Linked DNA regions of Mus musculus: region 1 is linked to region 2. A link is a contact called in public Hi-C data. All regions are on one chromosome and are shown on one strand. The core of a region is the stretch at or near the end of the contact, and the rest is flanking DNA. Distances in the headings are between cores, read along the strand shown.

What was found. Hi-C and Micro-C count contacts between places; a contact is called where the count stands out from the background.
Region 1: a Hi-C map of cerebral cortex shows a contact between it and region 2, with 1.5 times the contacts expected there. A contact is called at or near these places in 4 of 39 promoter capture datasets (the HPC-7 cell line, cranial neural crest, neutrophils and 1 more), 1 of 484 Hi-C or Micro-C datasets (cerebral cortex) and 3 of 130 datasets of targeted methods (CD8 T cells, double positive thymocytes and embryonic stem cells).

What each region holds. Positions count from the first base shown.
Region 1 is chr19:24,451,249-24,454,321 of GRCm38.p6, reverse strand. The region is part of intron 1 of Pip5k1b (phosphatidylinositol-4-phosphate 5-kinase, type 1 beta); the gene reads left to right. Among named protein-coding and RNA genes, the nearest start is that of Fam122a, 25 kb to the left of the region's middle.
Region 2 is chr19:24,414,239-24,417,553 of GRCm38.p6, reverse strand. It overlaps Pip5k1bos (phosphatidylinositol-4-phosphate 5-kinase, type 1 beta, opposite strand), which reads right to left and starts at 1,545. Exons shown (of 6, transcript NR_167769.1): 1 at 1,364-1,545. All of the region lies in intron 3 of Pip5k1b (phosphatidylinositol-4-phosphate 5-kinase, type 1 beta), which reads left to right.

The DNA.
Region 1 (3,073 bases), core at 387-2,886, 37 kb before region 2:
TGGGGTCATGGACCAACTAACTATCTTTTATCGTAATCTTCTGGCCTGTGGGAGGCTATGCTGCTTTGCCTTTCTCAATAGAAGACAAACCCATCCTATAAGTACTTTGTAGACTGCATCAGGAGCAGAGCCAGGCAGAAGACCTGGTTATTTAACTCTAAGACCAAACATTTGTCTTCTGCTTATAACTGACTTTATATGCCTGTGGTTTGTCCTTGAGCAATTTCTGGGGCATGGACACTTAAGGGGGCATCAAAAGCAAAGTGTAGAAGGCAAAGAAATGAGAAGATACACCATACTATAAAGATTTGATACTTTGAAATCAGTCATTGGTCAAATGTCATATAAGAAGTGAATGCGAGAACATAGAAGAATTATATGGGAGGAGTCACCATTTGAGGTTTGTTGTGATTATCCCCCAGGGGGGACTGGGAAGATATTTTTTAAAGATATTTTAATGTTAATATATGCCTTTCCTACATGCCATGGCTTTATATGTATTTACTCTCCTGACTTTTCTTCCTCCATCTGGCATGCCAGCCAAGTGCGCACAAACACATTAGGTCTTTGTGTATTTAGGATTTAAAAGCGAGGTTGGGGAATATCCGGCTGTGGTGGTGTTTCCATGAGAGACCGAGCGCGATGCTGGTCAGAGGACAGCACATGACTCGTAGCTGTTTGTGCCAGCAAGTTTCTTCTGTCGGTTGCTTGTGGTGAAACGGCTTTGAAAGGGCTTATGAATTCTTTCGGCATAACCTTTGTTGGGAAAATGAATTACAAGTGGTTCGTTTTATGCCGAGCCTTTTGTTATCACCATTTAAAGCCATCCTGTTTGTTCACTTTGTGAGAGCTATTCTGCGGGCTGATGAATGTGTTTTATGAGAGAATAGAAGAGCCTGCAATTTGTTTTGATTGATCTTCATTTGGATTCAAAGAGAGCAGGTGCTGCCGTTTGGAATTGGTTTTGGCAGTGGCTCGGTTATATAAATATTAGAAATACAGACCAAAGCTTCTTTTAAATTATCTTTCTCCATAATGTAGGAGAGCTTTACGTTGAGTATTAAACCCTGTGGTTCTATTTTTACAACTTCTCATATAAACATGTTACATACCATATGTTTGAACATATGTATGTATATGTGGGCTCCATTGTGCAGATGTATAGCATGCAGATTTTCCATACTTCTTTAAAAGTGTATGCAGATATTATTCTCTCTCTTTTTTATTATTCACTTAAAAAATCTAAGAATGTGATTTCTGAATATAACAAGACGCTTTATTTTTTTTCTTCTAGTCTGAAAAGTGTAGACAGTTCTAGCTTTAGAAATTATGTCAAGGGTTGTTTTCAGTTGAGTGTGGTTTTTGTTGCTAATCTTTAAGCCTTCGAGAGTGACCCATTGGAGTTTTAAATCTTTTTTTCCCTGCTTTTCTGCATCTTTGTTATTGTTGTTTGTTCCCAAAAGCCCCATTGAGGGCTGCTGTGCCTCTCCTCAAACACATGGGGCAGATTATGGAAGTACTCCCTTTCCAGCTAGACTATGTACTTGCCCACATAGCTGCTCTCATCTTGTCCTCTGCAAACCGCCTTTGTTCAATGTCTGTGCTCCTCAGATAAGCAAATGGAACGTTCTGTGACACCCCCCCCCCTAGACTGGACTGACCCAGTTCCTCCTGCAAAAATCCAGAGCAGAGCTCATGGCTCACTGTGTCTGAGCTGTCTGCATTCCTCTCTCCCTCCCTCCCTCTCTCCTTCCATCCCACTGTGGTGATTTCCTAGTGAATTAGGCCCTGTCTTTGTCCTTATGGCCCCAGAGCCAGGCTCACTACCTGACATGTGATACTCATTAAACGTTTATTGAAAGAATGGGATTATTTGTTGTTTTCATAATGAACACGAAAAGAGAATGATTAAAATAAAAAATGATTAGCAGTGACATCCACACATACTCTGTCTGCTTTCTGTTTTGAGGAATTTCGGAAATGTGGATGTACATACAGCCTGAATGGCGTGAGAACATTTAAATATTGCTATCTTATGGAAGCTCAGTTTCCAGAGGGCAGGAACACTGGGAGGATTAAATCCCTGATATCCCCTTCTCACTCCAATCAGGATCGAAGTGAGGCTATTATCAGAGGAGCCTGGCAATGCCACCAAACCAGAACTCCCTACCGGGTCAGCACAACTCATGGTAGGAGAGAAGGGGATGAGAACCAGAGGTCACAGAGGGTCAGCCGCAGAGATGGACAAAACCCTGACTATAAAGCCTAGCTCACCCTTAGTCTTAGTCTCACTTCCTTGGTGTCTAATGAGCTGTTTGTACTTGTCCTTAGAATCCTTCACCTCTTGTATATTTTTGCTGACCTACTTAGATAATTAGCCTCTTTCCCCATCATTTGACCTTGCCTCAAACCCAACTATGGCAGATTAAAAAGAGCGAAAGATGTGGACCTAGCTAGGAATTGGGGGTTGTAGGCTTCCTCATGTAGTACTCCAGCATGGCCCCTAGGTACAATGCAACATCTAAAACCTTCAGTAGCTTTAAACCAGCTCCCCTTCCACCTTGGAAATTAAGAACGCCCTCTAGGTTCAGACTCAGTAATGCAGAACACGGTTTACATGAAATAATTATGTAAACTAACTGTAGGCTAACCTTTCAGATGCATTTATGGATTTAGAAATGCAGTGTAACTTTTATTAGTCTTTGGGTTGTTTCCTTTGGGGAGTAGAAGGCAGGGTGTTACCATGCTATAAAGAACATAAGATTTGAAGTCAAATGACTCGGAGGAGCCAGGTCTCAGCTCTGCCCACTCTAACCTGGGCTTCAGGCAAACTGCCCAAGGTCATGGCCCCTCTTCCTGTTACACCTGGGCTGCAAGGGCAACAGTGGAGCTCAGCAAATTGGTTGTGAGCCACTGAAGTTCTTTTTTTTTTTTTTTTTTTTTTTTTTTTTTTTTTTTTGGTTTTTCGAGACAGGGTTTCTCTGTGTAGCCCTGGCTATCCTGGAACTCACTTTGTAGCCCAGGCTAGCCTCAAACTCAGAAATCCACCTGCCTCTGCCTCCCAAGTGCTGGG
Region 2 (3,315 bases), core at 296-2,795:
GTTTATCTCCTGTTGGACACAGCCCCACTGTGTCCCTGTGCCCATGGAAGGAGGGTGGACAGGCAAGCAGAGCCAACGCACCACCAGAACATTTTTCAAGATCCAGAATCGGACCAAAGTGATGGGTTCTGTGCCCTGGGACTTGCTGTCACTTCAGCATTTGTGTCTCTCACTTGGCTTTGTGTAACAAGATGTCATTTAAAAAAACTGTGCAGTTTTCAAACATTGTTCTAATGAGCCTGTGACAGAGGACATTCCTTTGGTTCAGGGAACAGGACAGCAGGCATGCTGACGGTAGAGCAAGTATTCACGTGGCATTGTCACCCACAGAGAGAAATGACTTACTTAGTGTAGGCCCTGCAAGTTTTACACTTAAATGAAAATACGGTTCTCAACAGTGGGTGTTTAGCAGTGTCTATAGACATGTGGGAGTGTCCTATCAGGGGAAGAGGGGTGACTTGCTTAGAGCAAATGGAGGCCATACAGGACTCTCCCCCACAACCTAAAAGTATCCAGTCTAACATATCACTCGAGCCAAGAAAGAGAAACCCTCCTATGGAAGTTTTTGACTTAGCTAATTCTTGGCTTTAGAAGATTGTTCAGAGGACTGAGAAACAGACTAACCTAGGCATATCTGGTCTGGTACAGGTTAAGAAGAGTTCTGTAATCTTAACAGGGTGAATGGACAGGTACAAGGACCTCATTTGGAGATTGGGAGCCAATGAAAGCATTCTCTGTATGACTTGGCCTCTCCCTCAGGCCTCTGTTCTTAGTTATCAGAGTGGAAAGGCAGTTTCTCTTGGTTCTTTCCATCTGTGGGTTCAAGGCTTTAGGTATACTGGGGGTGTTGTTGCTGTTGTGTTTGAGGGAGAGGAGGGTGTCTTGAAATAGTTTCAAGAACCGGATTTGAAGAGATAAGAATAAACAGAACAAAGGGACTCTGTGCCATTGCCGTCGTCACACAAACAGCTGCAGGCAGCGAAGCTGTGCCAGGTGAGGGATTGGGTCTCAGCAAACTCCATCATCACCAAGGACACAGAGAAAGGAGAGGAGGGCCCAAGAGGACATACTGATTGGGAGGATGCCCTAAGCCTTCCTCTGGCTCTAAGCTCTGCTCAGGGGCAGCTGTCCTGGAAAGATTTGCATTTCCTTGTTCCTTTTTGAATCTTTGAAAGAAAATTTCCATATTGTGTGGGGTTCCCTGCCCCCAACACCAGGTGGTTACCTTTCATACAGACTGAACCATGTGGTACAGATGCACAAGCACTTCCAATCCTGTTCCTCGGTTAGGGCCCCCAGCCAAGATGGAACCCCTCCCATCACCACACCTCCTCCATTGGAGCCCAGCAGCTGTGGTGCTGACCTGCCTGGCAGCCCTAGTTGGTGGTGGTCTGCAGAAGCCAAGGCTGCTTGCGTTCACTTCTGTTCACATACTAGTTCATTCTCTCAAAAGCTCATTCGTTTACCCAACTGGATGGCAGAAGTTTCTCTCAAGCTAGATAACCAAATCAGGTGTGTGTTTAGTTCAGAAGCCTGCCTGTTGCTAAGCAACCATAGGTAGACTCTGGAGCCCGTATCAGATGCTAGGGCTGGAGCAAAGATTAAAGGATCCTATCCAGGCACAGGCTGTGTCTAACAAGGCCTAGAAGAAGGCAAGATGGAGGTGTGTGTGTGGGGCGGGGTGGGGTGGCAGGTTAGGCTATTTAAAGAGGCACAGAATGCACAGAACAGCAGCCACCATGGGGGATGTAGTGGGGAGTGAGCAGAACTTTTATACAAAGGCCCAAGGAACATGTCAGAAAATAGAACACAGGAATCTCCAGATTTTAACTCCTTGTTTGTGTGTATGCTGAATGCTTACTGCCATGGGACCTGCCCATGGAAGGAGCTCTACAGTCAGAATATGTATCCATAGCCTATAGACTCTGAGTGTTGAGATGATCCATCCAGCAGCTACCAAGTCGCTTACTGAATAAAGCGTATTCGTGGCTGAGGAGTGTTAATAGATTGCTTTGTTCTGTTAGTCCAACATGTCCTAGTTGCTGGGACGGTCGTCTGTATCCTTGGACTCTAATAAAATGACTGATTATGAACAGAAGTGTTCCTTGAAGTGGCTTGTATTTGGTGATTGAGTTCATGAGTGCTGAGCTAGCTCTGAACAAAGGCTGTGGTAAGATGGCCAGGAGATGACCACAGTTGGACAGAGCACACAGTCCGTAAAGGCCTGGACTATGGAAACATTCCGATTAACTGTGTACCTCAGGAAAGGTGGAGCAGCCATCCTGAAGGGAGCAGTTGATGATGGACCAGACTCTTCATTCTGTGCTATCACGGCAGGTCATGCATCTACTGGGACCACAAGGGATCCCATTCTGATGAGCCACTGGAAGCGGGTTTGTTAGGATCAAGTCTCAAGGGTCTACAAACAATCTCACATCCATCCAAGTGGTGATCACTGCCAGGGAAGAGTCCTAAATAGTTTGTTGGTAGCTCAGACATCTGTGGTCTTAAACAATTCCAAAAACAATTCAATACTGCTCTTTTGGAGCTCGGGGGGCGGGGTGCAGAAATCAGTGACGCCCCAGCCTTCCTTATATGGTAATGCTGGAGGTTGCAGGCATGGGAAGCGAAGTTGCTTCCCCCATTACTACCTGGGGATATGCCTAATCTGCTCCCCTTTCTTGATATCAGTATGACCTGGAAAGTTGTAACCCAAAGGAGGCATGGCACATTTGCTTTCTGTTGTATCTCTACTGGTGTAACTATGACCGAAGAGTGCTTCTACAGGCATGACTATAAATGGGGAGAAAATAGTAGATACAGAAAAAAAATGGTGGAATAAAAAACATTAAATCATATGAAATAAGTGGCTTTCAGTTCCTGACCATAAATGCTGGAAACAAAATGAAACCGGAAAGTATTCTTTCAGTAATTTGTATGTATAAGAAACCTTTCTGGTCATTAGCTTACTACCTTTGTTTTATAGAGGAAGAAACAAAACCCCTGGGTGTCAGGACCCTTTTTCAGCATCTCATGATTCTGCCCCATTGGCAGTCATAGCCCTTCTTGACTTTGACTTTATATTGCACAAACAGTCTTTATTCCTGTAGTGTGCAACATATCCATATGCTATATATGGTATCAGATATTTAGAGGTATGTTAAGATACATATTTATTCCCATTGAAAATTAAACCAAGAGGGATAAAATTCTTCACTGGTAGAGATTTGAGAGCGAAGGCAAAGCTGTTCTCCCTTCTAGCCCTGCTTCTCCATTGTTATTAATTTTCTCTTCATAGCTCATTTTCCTAGATCA